Linked DNA regions of Sus scrofa: region 2 is linked to region 1. The links are chromatin contacts, called in public Hi-C maps. All regions are on one chromosome and are shown on one strand. The core of a region is the stretch at or near the end of the contact, and the rest is flanking DNA. Distances in the headings are between cores, read along the strand shown.

The links. A called contact is a pair of places that touch in the nucleus more often than the background predicts.
Region 2: a contact with region 1 is called in a Hi-C map of skeletal muscle, with 2.6 times the contacts expected there. The contact joins the promoter of DENND5B here to the promoter of KIAA1551 in region 1. A contact is called at or near these places in 2 of 47 Hi-C or Micro-C datasets (heart right ventricle and skeletal muscle).

The regions. Positions count from the first base shown.
Region 1 is chr5:42,297,631-42,301,975 of Sscrofa11.1, reverse strand. KIAA1551 (KIAA1551 ortholog) reads left to right here and starts at 2,484. Exons shown (of 6, transcript NM_001243821.1): 1 at 2,484-2,519; 2 at 3,855-3,943. It overlaps LOC100511509 (a long non-coding RNA gene), which reads right to left and starts at 2,347. Exons shown (of 3, transcript XR_001308761.2): 1 at 1,946-2,347.
Region 2 is chr5:42,640,208-42,644,552 of Sscrofa11.1, reverse strand. DENND5B (DENN domain-containing protein 5B) reads right to left here and starts at 1,877. Exons shown (of 24, transcript XM_021092091.1): 1 at 1,113-1,877. The coding sequence starts at 1,239.

The sequences.
Region 1 (4,345 bases), core at 1,235-3,734:
TCATGTCAAGTAAGCTATAGCAAAAGCCACAGGCAAATCCAACAAACAAAGGAAAGTTATTTTACGGAGAAAAAGGAAGAATTTGGAAGGAGTTCTTTTGAAGGAAAAGTGCATTAGTGAAAAGTGAGGGTGATGACACTTTTTCACTGGCTGAGTTGCTGTGGTAGTGAAGCAGAATAAGAATTCAGGTAGTTAGTGTAGGAACATGGGCTTTGATATAGTCCCTGATTAATGTCCATGGTTTAAGGTTTGTAAAAACAAATCTAGACAAGCAGGCCTTGCTCGTTGGAAGATTAACTATTGAAAGTACATCTGTTTTACTTCAAGATGGACATTAACCTCTGACCTATACCTTTGGCTGTTAGCAAAAGAATGTAAAGAATAGCAAGTCTAAGTCTAGGGAAAAGAACAAAAGGACCATAAAACTTACCAAGCATACCCTAACCCTAAGCCCCTATTGGACAAGGCCCGATTGATACAGGTGCTGGGCAAGGCCAACAGGGAGAAGGACTGATATCCAGGACCCACATTGGTACCCCTGTCTTTTTTCTTTCTTTTTTTTTTTTCCAGTTTCAAATCTTTATTTATGCTGCCTTTAGGGATATTCTTGGGAATCAGGAAGAAATTACTTTTTATTCATTTTTAAGTACCCAACTTTTAAGAGATAAAACGTCCTTAGAAAATTGGAGGATGGTAAATATAGAACTACCATAATGACCCAGCAATCCCACTCTGGGCAAAGCTTTCCTTGAAAAAGACATGTGCACGTGTATGTTCATTGCAGCCCTATTCACAATAGCCAAGACATGGAAACAACCTATATGTTCACTGACAGATGAACGGATTAAGATGATGTGAGATACATACATATATAATAGAATACTACTCAGCTGTAAAAAAGAACAAAATAATGCCATTTGCAACAGTGTGGATGGAACTAGAGACTCTCATACTTAGTAAAGTCAGAAAGAGAAAGACAAAAACCATTTGATATCACTTACATCTGGAATCTAGTATACAGCACAAAGGAACCTTTCCACAGAAAAGAAACTCATGACTTGGAGAACAGACTTATGGTTGCCAAGTGGGAGGGAGTGGGATGGACTGGGAATCTGGTGTTAATAGATGCAAACTATTGCATTTGGAATGGATAAACAAGGAGATCCTGCTGTATAGCCCTGGAAACTACATCTAGTCAGTTGTGATAGAGCATGATGGAGGATAACGTGAGAAAAAGAATGTATATACACACACACACACACACATATATATATATGTCTGACTGGGTGACTTTCTGTACAGTAGAAAATTGACAGAACACTTGTAAACCAACTATAATGGAAAAAAAATCATTAAAATAAATAAGTAAATTTATCAACAACAACAACAACAAAAGAAAATCAGAGGATGGTAACTCTTCCTCCCCTTCCCAGTGTCTGTGCTGGGAGCTGTCTGCCTTCCTGTAATGAAGACTTTTGTTTGCCTGTGTGTTCTCCAAGTTCATTCTTTGACTTCATGAATGAGAACCTGGATTCTAGTATCAGTAGTCTATTCTTCTTCTTTTTTTTTTTTTTTTTTGGTATTTTTGCCTTTTCTAGGGCCGCACCTGTGGCATATGGAGGTTCCAAGACTCCGGGTCTAATTGGAGCTGTAGCTGCCAGCCTACGCCAGAGCCACTGCAACTCGGGATCAGAGCCGTGTCTGCAGCCTACACCACAGCTCACAGCAACGCGCGATCCTTAACCCACTGAGCAAGGCCAGGGATTGAACCCAACCTTATGGTTCCTAGAGGATTCCTTAACCACTGAGCCACGACGGGAACTCCAGTGCTCTATTTCTTGAATGAGATCCAAGGGTACATCTTTTCCTGTTTGGACTTATAATTGACAATTTTTCCTATAATTTCCTATAATTTTTTCTATAATTAACATGGAGAGATACTTACTGCATGAGAGCTCCCTCTTCTGGCCTCCCAACTTCATTTTGGTGAGGTTTCCCTTCATTTTCACAACTTTCTCCTATCAAAATCCTCCTAGAAAAAGAGCCTATTACCTTTTTTTCAGAAGGGTCCTTTGCATTAATGGATGATCTCCCTTGTTAGAAACATACATTTTCAGCGCGGAGTTAGAATTACTGAATTGGCAGTTTTGCTGGTGATGCTCTTCAGTACCCTTTTAACAAGTCCTTCGCGAGATTCTAATGCAAGCTAAAGGCGGAGGGCCACTGCTGGAGAAGTTTTCTTCGTCAGATAACGTGAACATGTTTTGCAAGCTCGGGAGATGACTGGTGAGCCGGGATGGCCCGGACTCTACTTCATCTGAGTGGCACTAGGACCACAGCGCTGCGCGGGGGACCGGGTCTCTCAGCTGCCTTTGCGCACAGGGCGGAGTCCAGCTGTTCCGGGAGCCCGGCCTCCAGCTCGACACGCCCCTGGAGGCGGACCCGAGTTGACTTAAACTCCAGGGCCGCTCCGCAGACGCGTCCTCCCAGCTCGCTCTGGCTGGTTTATGCGCCCATCGGTAAGTGAGAGACCTGGTTCCCGGCCGCCACTCGTTCCTATTCTCTGGTCCTCGGCCGGGCGCGGGGCTCCGGGGGCCGAAGTGCCCAGGGGCGGGGGCTGGGCGCGCGGCGGGGAGCGCTTTTGTTCTGCGGCGGGGACTGGGTAGCAGTCGGGGCTGGTGGTGGCGGGGGAGACTTGGGCCTCGGCCCGCGGCTCGCGCGCCCCTCTGGCCACCGCCCAGAGCTCGGCTGGCCCGCCGGCCGCGGCCCGCTGCCCTCCCGCGGCGCGGGCGGCCTCGGAGCAGTAGAGGACGCCGAGCGCGACCGGGAGGGCGGCGCCTCGCCGGGTGTTTTCTGTGGATCACCTTACTCCTCATGGTAGAGGTAGCGGGTGGCGACCGCGAGGACGCATTTTCTTAAACTCCAAGATGATTGGTCAGGCTGGTGGATGTGAGAGTAGCTGATGTTTTTAATTGTTTCCTGTCTCCGGCTTGGAAAGAAATTTTTTGTTTTGTATGTGTTTCTCGAATGATCCTTTACTCCCCGCCCCCCATTATCCTGAACCTCCTAAAACTGAATTGCTCAGGTTACGTCTCCAAGTGGCCCGCGAACGCGATTATGCCGGGGATGCTTTCTGCTCCTGAGGAAGTTAGTTCCTCGAGGCATTTTTAAATGCATAAATGCGCACGGATTTTAAATGTTCTCCAGGGACTGGAATTGCCGAAGCAGATGTCCTTAGGGACCCGAGTTCAGCAGCAGGCTTTCAGGGAATCGTTTCAGTGAAAACAATTTATTTGTAATACTCTAAGTGCCTACTTTCGAAATAAAGAAACTTGCAGGTGATGTGAATGAGCCTGCGTGCATTTTAATAGGCGGGTCGCAGGGCTTGTTTGCGGATTTTCCCTGATTCACCTGTTCATTGTAAATCAATTGAAGTTTTATTGGATGTGAACATTTATGAATTAGTTACTTTTTGTTTTTGGGTTTTTTTCCCAGTGCGGCCGGATTCTCATTTACTAATCCAATGAAGAAAAGTGTTTTAGAATAAATAATAGGATAATAATGGGCCAGGAGGAGCGCACATAAATTCTCACTTAAAAAGTGAAGGTATTTTAGGGCAGACCTGGTTTCTTTGTTACTTTACCCTTTTAGAAAAAAAATCAGTAAACTTAGTGTGCTTTTGGTACAGCTTTAAGGAACACAGTTTTGCACAGTACTGTCCCATCGCTAATAAAAATACACGGTAAAACTTTTAGCGTGTATTTTTTATTGTAAGTTTAAGTGAGTTTTATATAAATAAAGTGTAAGTTTTATATTAAACTACAGTTATATAAAATGTTTCTTGCTGTCCCTAGGACCAAAGAAGTAAACACTGTATGCAGGTACTGACATGTTTGGAAGGAAATGGGAATATACAAAATAATGAAGGAGTAACTATTTAAAGGTAAGTGTGCCATCTCTGAGAAGTTTATTCTAATGTATCTGTTATGAAACAAAATTATTAATTAAATTGGATCAGCATTGGTTAAATGTTCAATTACAGGATACAGTGAGTTTCACAAAGCTTGAGAAGTAATGTTGGCGTAGCAGGGGGGAATTGTTGATCTTTACAAGATAAGGAATGGGAGATGATGATGAGGTGGTTGGTCTAAGTTACTGAGGAAGAGGTTTGCTTAAGATTGTTTTCTATGTGGTCTGCTGCTTATTTTATTTTTTAAATTGTTTGTGGCACATTGGGTTGAGGGAAGGCAGCACAGAGCACATCTCTGGGAGAAGAGAACCATTACATAAAATACCAGTTTCCGTTGTGGGGCAGCGGAAACAATCTGACTAGGAATTAGGAGGT
Region 2 (4,345 bases), core at 628-3,127, 340 kb before region 1:
CTCAAGAAGGAATGCTATGTCCAAAAGAAGCTGTTCTGAAAAGCTATGACCTAAGTGTTTAAACACTGACACAGATAAAGTTCAGGCGGTAGATGTCACTTGTCTCACCCGTTTAAAAAAAAAAAATCCAGATTCAGATCCCAAGAAGACAAGCAGAAAGAAACAGGCGTGAAAAATAAAATCAGTCCTTTCTCCCGCCTCCTCCCAACACTGCGCACTCACCCCCGCCCCCTCCACCACCATCCTTTAACCGCCTCTTTTCCCATCTCCGATCCCCAGCTCAGCCCTGCACTGCGCCATCAAAAGAGTCGAGAGGACCGACCTATGCCCCTCCAGGAAAGCCCAGGCAGCAACACACGGTGCACCCAACTGAGGGGAATTATATTCAACTACTTAAACTCGGAACAGTGTAAGCAGTATCAACAAGGCATCATGCCGGGTCCCAAGCGTCCAAAGATCGTCGACAGCTCCTGCGACACTGCCAAAACGACAGGATTCCAAAAGGTGACTCGACCGTCATCGCAGAACCCGAGGCGGCGCAGACCGGGAACAGTTAAGGATGAAATCCAACTAGCCTCCAGCCTGGCGCTCGCCCCGCGGGTCACTGCCGCCTGGGGGGACGCGGCCCCGCGGTCTCCCACGCCCCCTCTCCGAGGGGGCCCGGGCGCCGCGTCACGTGCCGGGGCTGAAACTTCGCAGCCGGGGCGGCGGGCGGCGCGGGGGGTGAGCCACGGGAGCGCAGCGAAGCCGGGAGTTCACGCGCCCGGTGATTCACCCGCTGCCTCCGCGAGCAGCTGCGGGCGAGGGGGCCGGCATGCTCGGCCCAGGCCGTGCCCTCGGAGCCGCCCCCTCCCCTGCCCCCGCGACTGTTATTAATAACCCCGCGCCCGCCAGGCGAAACCCTGGGCGGACGCCCGAGGGCTCAGCAGCGCACCCTGCACGCGGAATAAATAACAATGTCATTAAATCGCGGCCCCAGAACCCCGCCGGCCGGAGAGCAAGCGCCGCCGGGAGCTGACTTTGTCTGAAGCCCGTACCCCGCCTCCCGCGCGTCCTCGCAGCGTCCCCCGCGTCCCTGAGGAGTACACGGCGCCGCCGCAGCCCGGCCTTACCCGCCAGCTCGTCAGGCTCCAGCCCGCTGTCCGCGTCGATCCCGCACAGCACGAAGTAGTGCGCAAAGCGGCAGGCGGCCGGGGAGGAGCCCGAGCCCGGACCGGGCGCCGCGCCGCTGCCGCTCATCCCGGCGGCGCTGCTCCAGCCGCCGCCGCCGCCGCCGCCGCCGCCGCCGCCGCCGCAGCTCGGGAGGGCTAGCTGCTGAGGCTGCCGCTCCGGCTTCGGTCTCCGCGCGCCCGTCCTAGGGCGACCCGGGCGCGCCCATGGCGGCGCAGCCACTGCTCGTCACCGCAGCCTCGCTCCTCGCTCGGCGCCGGGAAAGCGGCCGCGAGCTCGCGCCCAATCCTTCGGGATCCCAGTGACGGGTGGGGGAGGGGCGCACAGGGGGAGTGTCGCCGGGAGAGGCCTGCGCCGCCGCAGCTGCTCTCGTAAGCTGGGAGCCGCGGCGTCTGGCGCCCGCGGGTCAGCTGAGCGGCACACGGGCTGTGGGAGCGCAGGGAGCGCTGGGGCGCGGAGGACCGGTGCGTGGGGCGGGGGCGCGGCGGGGAGGGCGCGCGCGAAAGGGGCGGGAGCGCGCGTTTCGGTCCTGTGTGCGCGCGCTCCCAGCGGGCTCGGAATTGAGCGCCGCGCGCGGGCGGGATTCGTGCCAGCCTGCCCAGGCTGCGGAGCTGGGGCGACCCCACACACGCGCCTCTCGGCCTCCGCCAGCCAACAAGAGGCTTAGCCTCAGAGCGGGATGCTACCTTAGCCCTCTAAATGGGATGCTACCTATCCTAATTAAAAAGAAAGAAATGCAGCTTTGGGAAAGGCTAACGGCCGCTCTGAAATCTTTTCCACAAAGGTCTGGACCATCAACATATTTTAAACTGTGACAAGTACAGATGGCTATCTCATTTTAAGATCCTAGTCCTTGGACTTCCCTTGTGGTGGAGCAGGTTAAGGATCCGATGTTGTCACTACTGCAGCTTGGGTTCTGCTGTGACGGTGGTTCCAACCCTGATCTGGAAATTTACTCATGCCTTGAGAGGCGGCCAAAAAAAAAAAAGAAAGAAAGAAAAAAAAATCCTAGTCCTTTAATCCTTCCCCCAGCTCTCAGCCCCATTCACAAGACATCTTTCCTCAATGAATTGGTGCCAACTCAGTGGGGCGGGGGCGGGGGGTAAACAACACAACTCAATATCTACAAAGATTTGAGACTTCTGAAAGGACTGCAATTGACAACTTCCCTTCCCTGACCCACTGTAATTTATCCAGACATTTTCCAGGTGAGTGTAAAGTTGCCAAGGCGCTCCAGTTCCCCAGCAGTGTTCTCGTTTGATTTTATCAGCTCTCCCTGCAGGTACAATCGGAGGCTGATAAGGCAACAGGAATTAGACCCTGAACTCTGCTCTTCACAAAGCTATTGCTTGCTTGCTTTTTTAAAAAAATTTAGGGTAAGTACCCAGGCTGGGGGTCTAATCAGAGCTTCAGCTGCTGTCTTCCGCCACAGCAATGCCCGTTCTGAGCCTCATACCTTCACGGCAATGCAGGATCCTTAACCCACTGATGGAGGCCAGGGATGTAACCTAGGTCCAATACTAGTTGGGTTCATAACCCGCTGAGTCACAACGGAAACCCTGGCTATGGCTTTCTTACCCTGCTCTTTCCTCTGACTTTCTCTTCTTCAGAAAGGGCTTGCCAACTAGTTATTACTCCTTTGAAAGGTGAAAAATTGAATCCATCCCATCTCCACATTGTCATCCCTTCCACAATTCTCCCTACTCTTTGAGGATTTGGATGGGGGGGTTGCGTGGTCTGAATCGTGACTACCACTGGTAGACACATAAAAAAACCCTCCAGGGTGGTGGACTAAGAGAATGAACCTCAATTATTTGAATAATGTTCTTCCTGGAAGATATGTATGCATACACACCATCATTTACTGTAGTCTGTACCCTCACTTTCTCTCTTTTCAAGTTTGAAATGAAAGAAAAATAAAACAATCAGAGTGAGCCACTGGCTGGGTAATTGACCATTAGCTCCTATTGCATCCTGAACTTTTCCTTCAAAACACTTTTAATGACTTTTTTCCTGTATCTATCTTCTTAGCTGGATTTTAAGCTCCACAGAGCAGGAGTCACGCTCTAAGATTCATCATATTTCTAGCATCTAGCAGAATACTGGTCCCACCTAGTCCCTCAGTTTATATTTATTGAATGAATGAAAGAAGGGTGGTTATCTAGGTAGTGACAAGCTGTTGATGCTACTAGGAAAATACGGAAACTCGAACATCTGTAACATATTTATGAACATATGCTAATTTGCTGTTGTTATACAGTTATTGCTTTTTCTCATATAGAGAGTACTGAAGTATATAAAACAATTTCACTAATAAGGGGGTCGGGAGACAGTGATAGGCTGTGTATGTATTTCTCCTATCTTTGATGGTAACTCCTTGCAGAATGTTTTTTAGAAACACAATAGAAAACTGATTTACTAAAAAAGAAAAGGGGGGGGAGAAAACTGATTTACTGTTGGCACTAGCACCTTTTGGGGGGCACTTTTTTTGTATTTTTAGGGCCAAACCCACGGCATATGGAAATTCCCAGGCTAGGGGTTCAATCAGAGTTGTAGCTGCTGGCCTACATCACAGCCACAGCAATGCCAGATCCAAGTTGGTCTGCAACCTACACCACAGCTCACAGCAACGCCAGATCCTTAACCCACTGAGCGAGGCCAGGGACTGAACCTGTTTACTCCTGGATACTATCCGGGTTCATACTGCTGAGCCATGATGGGAACTCCAAGATATGTCACTTTTTGTTCATTTGAAAAATGACTTATGAGCTTGTAAGCCCTGCATTATTTTTTTTAATTTTTTTAAATGATTTTTATTTTTTTCATTATAGTTGGTTTACAGTGTCCTGTCAGTTTCTACTGCACAGCATAGTGACACAATCACACACACATATATATATATTCTTTTTCTCACTTTATTCTCCATCATGTTCCATCATAAGTGACTAGACATAGTTCCCTGTGCTACACAGCAGGATCTCATTGCTTATCCACTCCAAATGCAATAGATTGCATCTATTAACCCCAGACTCCCAGTCCATGCCACTCCCTCCCTACATTAATGTTTTTAAGATGAAAAAATAGAAGCCCAAACAGAATGCATTCGATTATGATATGTAAATTTCATCAAAATAGCCAAAATATCGTATCTTTCCTAAAGCTTTCAAAAGAATAG